Regions from separate parts of the Sus scrofa genome. Here regions 2 and 3 are each linked to region 1. Evidence: chromatin contacts called from public Hi-C and HiChIP or PLAC-seq data. All regions are on one chromosome and are shown on one strand. Each heading gives the region's core, a stretch centred on a gene start, on an enhancer-like site or on the middle of the called end of the contact. The rest is flanking DNA. Distances are from core to core; before and after follow the strand shown.

Evidence for each region. Hi-C and Micro-C count contacts between places; a contact is called where the count stands out from the background. HiChIP or PLAC-seq counts read pairs in DNA pulled down with a chosen protein or histone mark.
Region 2: a contact with region 1 is called in an H3K27ac HiChIP or PLAC-seq map of alveolar macrophages. The contact joins the promoter of PSMG2 here to the promoter of CEP192 in region 1. A contact is called at or near these places in 3 of 5 promoter capture datasets (fetal liver, liver and skeletal muscle), 3 of 47 Hi-C or Micro-C datasets (fibroblasts, heart right ventricle and skeletal muscle) and 2 of 2 datasets of contacts at active chromatin or transcription factors (alveolar macrophages and skeletal muscle).
Region 3: a contact with region 1 is called in a Hi-C map of alveolar macrophages, with 3 times the contacts expected there. The contact joins the enhancer-like site here to the promoter of CEP192 in region 1. A contact is called at or near these places in 2 of 5 promoter capture datasets (fetal liver and skeletal muscle), 30 of 47 Hi-C or Micro-C datasets (adipose tissue, alveolar macrophages, blood and 14 more) and 2 of 2 datasets of contacts at active chromatin or transcription factors (alveolar macrophages and skeletal muscle).

The regions. Positions count from the first base shown.
Region 1 is chr6:96,731,946-96,736,783 of Sscrofa11.1, reverse strand. CEP192 (centrosomal protein of 192 kDa) reads left to right here and starts at 2,984. Exons shown (of 54, transcript XM_021096019.1): 1 at 2,984-3,253. The coding sequence starts at 3,143.
Region 2 is chr6:96,891,114-96,895,951 of Sscrofa11.1, reverse strand. It overlaps PSMG2 (proteasome assembly chaperone 2), which reads left to right and starts at 2,401. Exons shown (of 7, transcript XM_003356342.5): 1 at 2,401-2,614. The coding sequence starts at 2,558. It overlaps CEP76 (centrosomal protein of 76 kDa), which reads right to left and starts at 2,423. Exons shown (of 13, transcript XM_005665274.3): 1 at 2,049-2,423; 2 at 1,377-1,532; 3 at 60-141. The coding sequence starts at 2,111.
Region 3 is chr6:96,867,967-96,872,804 of Sscrofa11.1, reverse strand. No RefSeq gene overlaps it. Among named protein-coding and RNA genes, the nearest start is that of CEP76, 23 kb to the left of the region's middle. Within about 2 kb of position 2,349, at least 4 of the 83 cell types and tissues checked have an H3K27ac peak or open chromatin away from gene starts, as enhancers often do. A contact at or near this core is called in alveolar macrophages and omental adipose tissue, where this site is marked.

The DNA.
Region 1 (4,838 bases), core at 1,735-4,234:
TTAGCTAATTATCTTGCTTTATCTTTCACACCTGACCAGACCCAGGGCCCTCCCTGATCTGATCTTTTGGCCAAGGTGGATTCCAAAGCAGAGCAGGGTGGGTAGGTTATTTAGACTTATTATGGCCTGGCACCCCCTCCCTCTCTGACCCAGAGGGGGGTCTCTGCGCATGTGTAGTTGGGGTGTCCTTGATCCTGAGGATGGGGAGTACCTGACCTCTTTGTTCTTTTGTCCAAGAGGGCTCAGCCCCTCTTTTGATCCTGTCATTACCATTGTTTAACAAGTTCACAGAAGTTATTTGCCTTGTGCCTATTGTATTTCTATCTTGAAACATAGACAGGTGGCTGGTTGTAAATGTGAAAACAAGAGGCTAGTTGTTATGTGTCTATCCTGGAGCGCATTTATCTTCTGCTTCAGGTTCATACAATAAATTCAGCCTGATCCTACTTTATTTGCCTTCCACCGTTATTCCACACTCTTTTAAAAAATTGCTCTATAAAGAAGTTCCCGTCATGGCTCAGTGGTTAACGAATCTGACTAGGAGCCATGAGGTTGCGGGGGTTTAATCCCTGGCCTTGCTCAGTGGGTTAACGATCCGGCGTTGCCGTTGCGGTGACCTGTGCTGTGGGTCGCAGACGCGGCTCAGATCCCAAGTTGCTGTGGCTCTGGTGTAGGCTGGTGGCTACAGCTCCGATTAGACCCCTAGCCTGGGAACCTCCATATGCCATGGGTGAGGCCCTAGAAAAGGCAAAAGGACACACACACACAAATTTGCTGTATAAAAAAAAGAAAAAAAAATTGCTCTAAAAAATAATCTCTTTAAAAAAAATCCTTCTATTCAAGCTTCCACCCATATAATCTCTGACCTCCATTGATCTACTTACTGTCTCAAAACCTGTAATTTCTTCTTAAGGTTTGGAGCTTGTAGACACACAGAAACACAACCTGAATGTTGAGAGTTAAGTTTTTCGTTTTTTTGTTTTTGTTTTTTGTCTTTTCTAGGGCTGTACCTGCGGCATATGGAGGTTCCCAGGCTAGGGCTGTAGCCACCGGCCTACACCAGAGCCACAGCAACGTGGGATCTGAGCCGCGTCTTCGACCTACACCACAGCTCACGGCAACCACGGATCCTTAACCCACTGAGTGAGGCTTCCTAGTTGGATTCGTTAATCACTGAGCCATGACAGGAACTCCGAAAGTTAAGTTTTATTTGGGGCGAGATTAGGACTTAAGTCCAGGACAAACTTCTTAGGTAGCCCTGAGAAACTGCTCTGAGGTGAGGGAGGAAGCTAGGATATATGAGTTTTTGCAACAAACAGGAGGTAATAAGAACGAAAGATTTACGGATAACCAGATTTACAGAAGATGATTTATGGAAAACCAGTTTTTGTGGGAAGCCATAAAGGTCTTTGTGTAATCACTCTGTTGATATGGTTTCCTGAGTTCCCTCAGGGCTGACTGGCCCACCCTTGGCAGTAGCTGTTCTCACAGATGACATCTTTTGTTTTGTCCACTAACTTTCCAAAGAGGAAAGGAGGAATATCAAGACATGTCATACAGGTGAAGGGGGAGGTGCATGTAGCCTTGCACACATTTTACAGAAGTTTGCTGCTGGTCTTGTGAAGGTTACTACTAGTCACAGACATTAGTCATCATGAATGAATTTCAGTGTTTTTCTAGATATGAGAAGATGCAATAATTGGGCTCATAAAACCTTCCCCTAAAAATATCTAATAGTCTGAAGATCTGTTCATCCACTTTTCCCAGAGCGCAGAAGCCTCAGTCCTGGTCTCCACCCTGAGCTTAGGTCAGGGGGTACTGTGGGTGGGCAGCTGCAATAGAGGCTGATGGCAAGTGCTAAACTTCAGTTAACAAGCTCCTGTAAATCCATAGGACTTTCATAGACAGTACTTTCTTTGGAAATGAGTGCCTTTGAACTTATAAGTTATAATAGTTCTTAGTACTCATACCTGCAACTCAGGGATTTGGGGCTTTGCCTCTTGAAACGCCAATAGAAACTGACCATTTTTAGTGGTGGGGGGCAGGCACGTGAAGGCACTTCCAGCAAGACCAAGCATTCCCCACCTCCCGGTGGGGGCATCTCCCAGACAGCAGTCCGGCCTCCCTGCCGCAGCCAGACGCACGCCCGTCTGCGCTGCCCACTCTGGTGTGCACCCCCCTGACCCGCTCCAAGCACCGCGTCAGCGAACAGGGGCAGAGGATATTGAGTCAGGACAGAGGCCTGCTGACAGCAGTCTTAACCTTTGCATCCTCCCCAATTTCTACACATCGACAGTCAGTTAACTTTCTTCAGATGGTGGCGGGAGTCCCAAGAGGCCAAGGGACCCCGTGAGCTCAAAGGGCGGGGAAGAGTGAGGCCTCCGAGGGGAAGGACAGGCTCAGGAGGGTCCCGCTGATTGTGACGAGCCCGGGGCGTGACAGCGAAGCGTAACGGCCTAGGGCGTGGCCTCGCGGAATAGGCGGAGCCGAGGCGGGGCGGGCCTCGTAGGGTTGCTCGACCTTGGGCTGGATCTCTTGGGGTACGAAGGACTGGGGCGTGGCCTTACGGGGCTCTGTTGGGCTGAGCGCGGGGGCACACGGAGTTATGGTGGGCAGGGCGTGCCCTCACGGGGCTTGACGGCCGGGGGGAGGGGTGGGGCGGGCCCCCAGGGGTTTGACGGACATGGGGCGGGGCCCGCGGAGTGTAACAGGCGGGGCGGGTGTGTGGCCTCGCGGGGTAGGGAGGGCCGGGGCAGGGAAGGTCTGAGGATTATGAGGCTGGGGGGCGGGGCCTGGAAGGGAGTCTCACGGACTGGGGCGGGGCCTCGCGGGGTATATAAGGGGTTGGGGGGCGTGGCCTCGCCGGGTATGGATGGCTGGGGGCGGAGCTCGCGGGGTATGACGGGCCGAGGCGGGCCCTCGCAGGGTGTGATAGGGTAGGGGTGGGACCCCTCGGGTATGACGGGCTGGGGCGGGGCCTCGCAGGGAATGACGGGCCGGGGGTGGGGCGCCGCGCAGCCCGGGGCGCGCAAGCAGCACGCGGGAAGCACCGCTGCGCGCGCCCTGGCCCCTGGTCCCAGTGGGCTGCGGTCCGCGCGCAGCCGCGCCTCCCTCTCGGAGGCGGGAGGAGCCTGCCGCAGCCATGTTTGTGGCGCGCAGCATCGCGGCGGACCACAAGGATCTCATCCACGATGTGTCTTTCGACTTCCATGGGCGGCGGATGGCCACCTGCTCCAGCGACCAGAGCGTCAAGGTGCGCGCGGGGCCGAGCCCGGAAGTGGGGCAGGAGCGTGCGGGGCCCGCCATTGGAGCGGAGAGGCGCGTGGAGAGTTCGGTCCTCCCGATGTGAGGCGTACTCCTGGGCACGAGGCCTGGAGGTCGGCCGGTGGGCAGCCTCTGTCTTCCCCCCGGGTATTGTGGGATCACCGTCGCCCGAGGCCGCAGGGGGCGCGTGCTTGTACGCATCACGGCGGCGTGCGCGCCCCCGCGTGGGGGACGCCGGGCGCGCGGGTCAGCCCTTCTCGGTGGGAGCGCTGTGGCTGGCCCGTACCCGGGCCCTGGGTCCCAGAGTCGCCATCCGCGCCGTTTGGGTTTGTCCTCGCGGCGTCCCCGCCCTTCCGCAGACAGGCCGCGCGGTGAGAGCTCGCTCCTCCGGCTGTCGAGTTGGCTTGCGAGGGGCTGGCCCTCCGCCCTCCGTTTGGGTATAGCGTTAATGTCTGTTAACAGAACAGGTTTCCTTACCCGCTGAGTACTCGGTCTTCTAGTAGCTTTGTGCGCCAGCAGTGTTGCAGTGAAAATCATCATTAACTTAGCTTGTTGTATTTCTCCGGTGATTGCCTTAGGCACATTCCAGTAGAGAAATGAGTGCATCTTTTAAAAGCTTTTGAGAATAATCTGTAGATTGCCTTGTTGGGCTTGTATTACAACCGACGTAGAAGAGTATTGTGTTATTATCGTCCATGTCGGGCATCATCAGTGCAGTTCAAATTTTTGTTGTTTTGTTGTAGTGAGTACATATAACAAAATTCTCAACCACTTTTAAGTATACAGTCCAGTGGTATTAAGTACGTTCATATCTTTGTGCTACCGTCACCATCATCCATCTCCAGAACCTTTTGATTTGGCACTGTGCCCATTAAACATTCACTCAAAAGTCCCCCTGCCCTTGGCACCCACCTATCTGCTTTTTGTCTCTGAATTTGACTCCTCTGGGGACTCCTATAAGTGGAATCTTAAAATATTTATCTTTTTTGTGACTGCCTGATTTCACTTAGCATAATGTTTTGAAGTTTATACATGTAGCATGTATCATGATTGCTTTCCTGTAAAGGAAATATTTAAGTTAAACTTAAAAATTTTCAAAGGCTTATTGTTGGAGTTCCCACTGTGGTACAGAGGGTTAAGGATCTGGCATTGCCACACCTGTGGATTGGATTTGACCCCTGGCCTGGCTGGAACTGCCATCTGCCCCAGACACAGCCGAAAAAGGGGGGCGGGTGCTGAATGTTGTACACACCACGTTTTACTTATCACTCATCTGTTAGTGGAGATGGGTTTCCTCTACATTTTAGTTGTGAATAATGAATGCTGCTATGAATGTGGGTAAACAAACACCTCTTCAAGATCCTGTTTTCAGCACTTTTGGGTGTAGATTCAGAAGTGGAATTGCAGGATCATGTGGCAAATCTTTTTTATTAGAGGAGTTCCCATTGTGGTGCAGTGGAAACGAATCCGACTAGGAACCATGAGGTTGCAGGTTCAATCCCTGGCCTCACTCAGTGGGTTAAGGATCTGGCGTTGCCCTGAGCTTTGGTGCAGGCCTGCAGCTACAGCTCTGA
Region 2 (4,838 bases), core at 1,152-3,651, 160 kb before region 1:
TATGACTAAATTAGTGTTAAAGAGAAACACACAAAAAAAAGAGAGAGAAATACACATACTTTTTTTTAACAGCGTTGACTGTCTGTCAGTAAAGCAAACAGGTTGTTTTGGAGAGGAAGGAAGTTCTTGATCAACATTATCCTAGCACGGCAGAAAAAAATCAAAACAAATTAGAAAACAAAAAGTATAGCTAAGCAAGGAAATCCAATAACAAAACTAAAAACTGAACAAACAGTAGCCAGGATAAAGCCCCCTCAAAAAAGTCCTTACTTTCCTAGCATACTTAGAAAAACGAAAAGCCGGCAAAAATAGTGCAACTGGTCACTTCTAAAGTCTAACATAAGAGATTAGTGGTCTTCAAGCCATGTCCCACAGAATGCTAAAACAAATTTTTAACACTTTATAAAAGGTTAAACATTCTCCAAACCTCATGTAACATCTGGCTTGTGATTCCACCAGGATTGGAACTGGCTTTAATCAGGAAGTGATATTCACACAGCAGAAGCTGTTACTAGGTCAATTTTTATAACAAATGAATTTATAAATCTCAAAAACCAAAAAAGGATGCTGCATTAAAATACTTATCCCCTGGTGTATGAAGTCCATCCAATTTCTTCATTCTATTACTCAGGTATTGAGGTCACAGTCTCTCATTATTGCCTCATTTTCAAAAGAAGACCTACTTACTAATTTGTGCACCGAGAGGCTGTCACCCCACTACTGACCTATTTGTATGGAAAGATTTGAAGGTTCTGATGCAGATAATAATTCTCTTAAAAAACTGATAATGCATTAATCTTACAGAAGAGAGTACCAAAAGAATGAGTTTTAAAAATGAGTCTCATCTAGAAAATTATAGAACTATATTAGTTTAAAAAATCAGGTTAGGGTGAACTAACTTGACATATGTATGTATATACACACATACACATATACATACTTAAAAGTCACAGACCTAGAGAAAAACAAGAGAAAACTGTCACTGTACAGGGAGCAAGATGGCCCATAACTCCAATTTCACTGATATCAATCCTACTTGCTACATTCAAGGGTAGTTAGCACATACTTGAAACAAAGATATTTACTACTAGACAAAATGGTCTTATATCAAAAGCAGTTTTACTAAAAGAAGAGGCCTCTGGAGTTCCCTGGTGGCTCAGAACGTTAAGGATCCAGCATTGTCCCTGCTGTGGCTTAGGGTTGTTCCCTGGACCTGGAACTTCTGTATGCCACAGTCCAAAAATAGTAATAATATAAAAGGAGAGGCTGCAAATGTGAACCCTTATATCAGCCATAGGCATGATAATATACTTAAACAAAAAATATATACATACATACTTATCTCCTTAAATTTCTTCCTCTAAAAGATTACTCACAGGAACAAAATTAAGTTCTTTCATCACATCATCAACGATTCCCCGGCGTCTAAGGGCTTTGATCAAATCTTCCGTTGATAACTGTTGTTGATCAGGTGCCAATTCTTCACGTATAGTTTCAGCAAGGATTTCTCTTATCCTGCCATGGACATCCATCTATGCAGAAAACTCGCATTATGACTCAAAACACTACAAAGCAGTCGAAGATTACCAACTAGCTAATCTCTTTCTAAAATGCTGACTCAGAACAACGACAATAATAACGGGTAGTGAATAGACTAAATTCAAGAAAGCTTCTAGAGTAATAGTAAGTGTAAACGGATACCAAAATTCAGTAAGAATAAAGGTAAGGTTTTTAAAAGAAAAAAAAAAAACTTTAAAGGGGAATTTTTTAGTACAAATCATACATATCATCTCTATTGGTTATCTGCTGCCTTTGTTACCATTTCAACAGACACAAGTCTGAGAGTAGAGCGGAGACCTAGAGAAGGCTTTCAGCTATTTAGGGGTGACCGTGAACTAACTCATCTACCTTCAGAACCTGGGGAAAATCTGCACAGCGTGCGGAGAGCTGGCGGCCCCGGCGCGGCCCCAAGAGCCGAAGCCGTCTCCGCCCTAGGAGCCCCGCAGCCCCGCCGCCTCCCGCACCTCACCCGGGGCCCGCCGCCTCACCTTGCTCAGCTGCTGGTGGATGAGCTGCTTCAGTTCAGACGCCTTCTCCGGAGGCAGCGACATGCTGGGCTCGCTCTCGGGTGCCCGGCGGCCCCAGCGTCTCCGCGGCGGTGCAACAGCCCGCGACCGCTCGCCTCGCGGGCTCCCAGGGTCTCCGCGTCAGGCGGGCAAAGACCGGGAGGAGCCAACTGCTGTTTCTAAACGGCGGCCAGGTTGCCCCCTCGCCGCCTGCCAGTCAGCTGGGCCGGCGCCCCCCTTGCCCCTGGCAACCCTGCCCGCGGCCTCCGCGCCTCCCGCCAGCTTCCGCGCCGCCGCCGCCGCCGTGCACGCCCCACCCCACCCCCTGCGCCGCCCCGCCCCGCGCGTTCCGCCCGGCAGGCAGCAGGACGGGCACCTCAGGACCCCGCGCCGGTGGCCTGGAAGGACCCCGCCCCGGAAGCGTCGAAGGACCTCGCGCCGGCGGCCTGGGAGGGCTCCGCGCAACCCACTCTTCCGCCTGCGGCGAGACCATGTTCGTTCCCTGCGGGGACTCGGTCCCCGACCTCGCGGGATGCACGCTCCTGATGGTGAGTCCAGCCCTGGCGGGCGGGGGGCGAGACCGGGCGGCGACCTCCAGGCTCGCGCGGGGCCGTGTTCCGGAGCCCTTGCAGGCAGAGAGCCGACCCTGCGGGTTTGCGACCTGCTGTCCGCTCTGGTCGCCGGTTTTTCGCTGTACACTTCATCCTGGGAAACCTTTCTCAGCGAATTCTAGGGTCATGCTCAAACTCGCAAGTCATTGTCAGTATTCAGGAGCCTCCGGCGTGGCTAGATGTCACGTTTGCCAGTAGCTAGCACATGGTTTTATCGCTGTTCATTCATTGTTTCAGTGAGCGTTCTTTTCTGTCAAAATGTGAAAGTAAGACCAGGTTCTTATCCTCAAGAGTTTGCAGTCTAATTGTAAACACATGTAGGTAAATAAAGTTAGAACCTTGAAAAAGGTGCAGAAAAGCCCTAAGATCTGTTGGGAGAGGGAGGGGCACAAACACCTGCTGAGAAAAGTTTCCTATGTGGAATCTGAAAAACTAACAGAGAACAGATTGGTGCTGGCTAGCAGGGTGGACAAAAGAGGTGAAGGGAATCAAAAGGTATACACCTCCAGTCAAAAAAAGTCCTGGAGGGAGTACCCATTGTGAACCTGACTAGTATTCATGAGGATTCGGGTTCCGATCCCTGGCCTTGCTCAGTGGATTAAGGATCCCGCCGTTGCTGTGAGCTTGGTGTATGTTGCAGACCCTGCTGGTGTCCCCGTTGCTGTGGCAGTAGTATAGGCCAGCAGCTGTAGCTCCAATTTGACCTCTAGCCCAGAAATTTCCATATGCCGCAGGTTCGGTCCTAAAAAGCAAACAAACAAACCAAAAAGGCCTGGAATGTAACTGGCAGCATGGTGACTGTAGTTAATACTGTGCTGTATATTTAAAAGTTGCTGAGAATAGATCTTAATAGTTCTCATCACAAGAAAAAAAAATTTCTGTGGCGACAGATCTAAACTAGACCATAGTGCTCATATGGCAATATGTACAAATGTGGAATCACAGTTTGTATACTTGACACTGATAAAATGTTGTATGTCAAGTATGTCTCAATTTTTTAAAAGAATGGTAGTTGAAAGTCAGCTTTTGACAATTTTAATTATGTTAATGTACAGAGGAAATGTCAATGGATGCTAAAATTAGCATGTGATAGGTAGAAAGATTGACATCATTTCAAAGGATCTCCCTGAAAAGATATTTATTAATCACAAAAGAGAAAAGTTTATTTTTGCAGGAGGTACCTGGCATGAAAAAAAAAAAAAGAAAAAGAGAAACTTCATAGAGAAAGAAATGTCTGAAAGTTACTAGCGGTGGAGTTCCCGTCGTGGCAAGTGGTTAACGAATCTGACTAGGAACCATGAGGTTGCAGGTTCGATCTCTGGCCTTGCTCAGTGGGTTAACGATCCGGCGTTGCCATGAGCTGTGGTATAGGTCGCAGATGTGGCTCGGATCTGGCGTTGCTGTGGCTGTGGTGTAGGCTGGCAGCTACAGCTCTGATCAGACCCCTAGCCTGGGAACCTCCATATGCCGAGGGAGCGGCGCTAGAAAAGGCAAAAGACAAAAAAATTAAAAAAAAAAAAAAAAGTTACTAGTGGTACCTTTGATAGCTAGTGAAGTGAAGAGGGAAGTTGTATTGGGTTGAAAAAATGGAAGGAAAAGTCAAGACATGTATGTGTTTGCATTTGTTCATTAATTCAGAAATTAAGTTCCTGCTTATATTTTAGTGGGCAGCCAGAGGGAATTTTGGCTCTGGAGGGACACTGAAAAGTGAGGTGGTAGCTAGGGGAGTGTGTGTAAAAGGGGAAGGTTTTTTTATTTTGTATTTATTTATTTTTTTTTTTTTTTGCTTGTTAGGGCCGCCCTCAAGGCATGTGGAGGTTCCCAGGCTAAGAGTCGAATCAGAGCTACAGCTGCCAGCCTACACCACAGCCACAGCAACATCAGATCCAGGCCACATCTGCGACCTACATACACCACAGCTCACGGCTTAACCCACTGAGTGAGGCCAGGGATGGAACCTGCAACCTCACGGTTCCTAGTTGGATTTGTTTCCACTGTGCCACCACAGGAACTCGGGTAGAGTTTTTTAGAAGGAAAGATCAGGGTTTGGGCAGATGTTTCATTTTGTACATGTTGAATGTTCGTTGTCTGTGATACAACCGCGTAGAGATAGTCTTTAGGCTCTGGGGTTTAGATTAAGTGTTCAGCGGGTAGGTGGAGT
Region 3 (4,838 bases), core at 1,100-3,599, 140 kb before region 1:
TGACCTATGCCCCAGTCACGGCTACTGCGCGGCAACGCTGGATCATTACCCACTGTGCTGGGCCAGGGTCCAACCTGCATCCTGGCACTGCAGAGACATTGCCAATCCCGCTGTGCCACAGTGGGAAATCTTGTTTCCTTTTTTTTTTTTTTTTTAAAGTACAGGTCAGTTGTTTTCTGTTTTTGGTTTTTTGGTTTTTTTTTTTGTTTTTTTTTTTTTTTGCTTTTGCTTTGTAGGGCTGCACCCACAGCATATGGAAGGTCCCAGGGTAGGGGTAGAATCGTAGCTGCAGCTTCTAGTCTACACCACAGCCACAGCATTTCGGGATCTGAGCAGCATCTACAACCTACACCACAGCTCAAGGTAATGCCAGATCCTTAACCCACTGAGTGAGGGCAGGGATCAAACCGCATCCTTATGAATATGAGTCAGATTCATTTCCAGTGTGCCACGACAGGATCTCCCTTGTTTACTGCTTTTTATTGCAGTTAACACAAATGTTTAGCTACACTTTGGACTGGAGTTCCCTTTCGGCACAGCAGATTAAGAATCCCATATAACTGCCAAAAGCAGAAACTGATTAGATTATCAATAATAATTCAAACAAGATTCTTTTCATTGAAAGAAAACAATGTACCTAATTTAACGTACCTAATTTTTACTAGGCTTTTAAATTTTTATTGCTAAACAGAATATTTTTCTAATTATTAATTCAGTGCATGCATATTCTAAAAGATTAGATAATACAAAAGAGTCAAGAAAAACAAATACCTTCTATAATCGTTATAGCCAAAATTTAAAAAACTGTTAACTTTCTCGTGCGATTCTACCCAAATAGTTTTTGATATATATGTAACTGCAGAAATATGCAGACATATTTTAAAAACAAAGTGACATTATATTATATATAGAATTCTGTATCTTGTTTTTAAAGATTCTTATATAAGTGATGAACACACTCTCACTGTAAAAAATTTTAACAGTGTAAATGTAAGATGCTCTGTCAGCTTCTCCTCCCCCTACCCCCACCAGTCCCAGTTTGCCTTGTCCCTCCCTTTATGCAAGAATTCACTTTTCTGAGCACTCCCATCATGCAAGAATTCAGTACGTCTAGCTCTCCATTAAAACATCCAGTAGAGGGAATTGTTCCACCGTTTCTCTTTTAACATGTAGGTTATATTTCTTTTTTCTTCACAAAAAAAATCTATCTTGGATGCCATTTACACAATGCAGAATGTGTAGTAATTTATACATATATTTAGTGCTACTGATTTGTTTCTAACCAAAGCAAGTTTTTAAAATCTTATTTTCTGCCTTCAACTTTCTTGTTGGTTTGCTTGTTTTCATTTTCTTTGACCCTGAAATATGTGTTTTTAAAAGGATATTGCAGAGTTCCCTTCATGACTCAGTTGTTAACAAACCCGACTAAGATCCATGAGGACTCGGGTTCAATCCTTGGCCTCACTCAGTGGGTTAAGGATCATGGCATTGCCATGAGCTGTGGTGTAGGTCGCAGACACAGCTCGGATCTGATGTTGCTGTGGCTATGGTGTAGGCCGGCGGCTGTAGCTCTGATTCGACCTCTGGCCTGGGAACCTCCATAAGCCGCAAGTTGGGCTCTAAAAAAGAAAAAAAAAAAAAAATATATATATATATTGCTATTGAGAATACTTATGGGAAAAAAATCCCTACTGTTGGCAGAAATATACTTTTTCCCTTAAGAGGAAGAAAAATCAGATAAAACAATATGGGAAAGAAATTATTTCATTCAGCAGTAATTCCATTTAAATTTCTAAATAGATTAGAATTATTGAAGAGACTATTTATATTTAGTTACTCTGAAAATATTTGTTTTTTCCTAGATGACAAATTCTGAAGATATTTGTTTTTTCCGAGATGACAAACTCTGAGCCTTTCAACCATATTTTATGTAAATGACATATATATTTTAATTTCATAGTGGTTCTCAATCAAGAGAGCTGACAGAACTTGCAGGCAGGCAGATCACTGTGCTGGTGTGGGCGTCTGTCCTCACAGCTGCTGTCAATTTGCATATAAAGAAGAAGTTAAGTGAAAACAAATTGGTTTCAAAACACTATCATATAGTCTCATTTGGGAGGAAAATGAGTATCGCTCATAGCAAAAACGTGGGGTAGCCAAAATGTTAGCAGCAGCTATATATGGGTGATTTAAAATTTTTTTCATCTGTTGGTTTGCCTGTAAAGTCTAAATTTTCTACAGTTAATATATACTTGTTTTGAAAGAAATGAGAGCAATGCAGTCTATGCCACTGAATTCTCTACTTCAGAGCAATTCCAGGCCTGGGCTGCAGGGGGCACCCCTGACCTGGCAGCAGGTCCCAAAGTCCTGCAACAGGCAGAGGAGCCAGGTGCTTACAGGTGATGCCCTCATCTCAGTAGGGCTGGATGAGTGGTGGGCCCTTTTTGCACTTTCAGTATTTCTTCCTTGGGTCTGGCTAGAGCATCCTCCTCATATTCAAAAGAAGGGAAATTTTTCCAAATTTGGCCTAAGGAAATAGGTATTTCAAGGGAACACGGCTGGCCAATTTCAGTTAAAGTAATAAAAATTTAGGGGGAAATTCTGGACTCAGTGAAGTTGCCCAGGGAACAGGCTGTACCACAACCATCAATTTACTTACAACCTTTGGCAAAATGACTCGGAGAGGATGCACAAGGCCATAGGCACAGCAACTGAACTCGCTTCTGGTGTTTCTACTTAAGAGATATTAAATTATTTCAGATACTTGGAATTGTGAATATGATATTTGGATTAATATTGATTGATCAATATGTATTTGAAATGATAGGGTTTGTGTTTGTTTTTTAGGGCTGCACCTGTGGCATGACTTGCAGCTGCCGACCTATAGCCACAGCAATGCTGGATCTTTAACCCACTGAGTAGGGCCAGGGATTGAACCCGCATCCTCACGGATACTTGTTGGGTTCATTTCCGCTGAGCCACAGTGGGAATTTTGAAATGACAGATATTTTAAATTCAATATCTAACATCCATGGCATCATAGCTTAAAAATCCGTCTATCTACATGGCGCCGGTTCCCAAATGTCTATTTCCAGCTCATCTTCTCTTCTGAACTCTCCCTTGAACATCTCAACTACCCTCTCAGCCTCTGAATTTGGGGACCAGGCAGGCCTCCAGTTGCCTCCATCCCCGCTTCCTTCCCTCCTCCCTGCTCCGCTGACATCTTTCCTCCCAGGTCCTCTGCCAGAAGGCTGAGCACGGCCTCTCTCCTGCCCTCCACAAGCACAAGCCCATGGGCTCTGCTGTCGCAATCTCCAGACTTTGACCATGGCTCACCAGCATCCCTGTCACCTGGTGCTGCCACCAATACCTCATAGACTCACCTCCTCTGACCTCCTGTTGGAGACCCTCAAAGACCAAGGCCCTGGAAAAGAGTGGGCACCAGAGCCAGGCGTGGTCCAGTCGGCAGTCCCTGGGAGAGGGCGAGGAACACCAGGCACTGGACCCAGGAACTCACTTCCTACTGGAAGCTGATAACCAGACCCTTCGAGTGGGGTTGGCAGTGTGTAAAGTTCGACCCTGGTCACTCTTATCTATGAAACTTGCACTGCTACACATGCAAGATGCACAGGCCATTCGCACACTATCTGATCCTGGGTAGAGGTAACTTAAGGTATTTAAGTGCACTGTGGCATCTGGGGAGGGCAGAGGTCGCTGGGAGAGCTGGGTTCGGTACCAGGGAGGACATGGTGGTGAGAGGAGGCAGCTGAGGTCACCAAGGGACCCACAAGGCAATGTGGCTGTGCAAGTGGCATCCACTGGCAGTGCAGGAGACAGGACCTGCCTGCAGGGGTCCTGGGCAGCAGCCCCCCACATGAGCAGACACCTAAGTAAGCTATGCATGTGTGATCACACATGTGCACTCATGATTATAGCATTTAGGCACATTTGAAGGTTATTGATTCTGTGCTAAAAGACCCATGTTCGCAACCAGGTCCAGCATGTGGCGTGGCCTCACCGAGCTTTTTTGGGGGGAAAGAATGCGTGGTTCCCGGGCAGAGGCCAGCACCATGGCCTCTCCAAACTCCCCTCCATTCCCACCCATGTGGGTCCCCACTTGCCTCACTGTAAAATTGTTCCCCAACAGTGCTGTGGCCAGCATTTCTCAACCAGACCACCCATTCCTCAGTCACAGCCCTTTTTAAGACAGATGAATTTCAAGAGAGAGAAATTCACCCTTTTCAATATTTCAATTTCAGTATTTGATCTTGCTGACCTTGAGACAATTTGAAAATAGTAATTACTAATTACTCAGTAAATATTGAGTGACACCTACTTCGCGCCAGGCACTGTGCCGGCACTGTGGACCCTGGCCTCTCGGGACGCTAACATTCTGGACAAGCTGCAATCAGAAAGCACAATAAGGAATTCCTGTGGTGGCTCAGTGGTTAATGAGTCCGACTAGGAACCGTGAGGTTGCAGGTTCGATCCCTGGCCTTGCTCAGTGGGTTAAGGATCGGGCGTTGCCGTGAGCCATGGTGTAGGTCGAAGACACGGCTTGGATCTGGCATTGCTGTGGCTGTGGCATAGGCCGGCGGCCACAGCTCCGATTAGACCCCTAGCCTGGGAACCTCCATATGCCGCAGGTGCAGCCCCAGAAAAAGACCAAAAAAAAAAAGCAAAACAATAAAAACCAACTCTGCGTACATGCGGAAATGCAGGGAGCACAAGGGTAAAGCACAGTCACCAGGGCCAGGTCAGTTTTTCACGTCACTGTCTTGCTTTAATGCTTAATATGCCTCTAATGTCTCCCTGTGTGTGGCCCAAGCCCCTGTCCC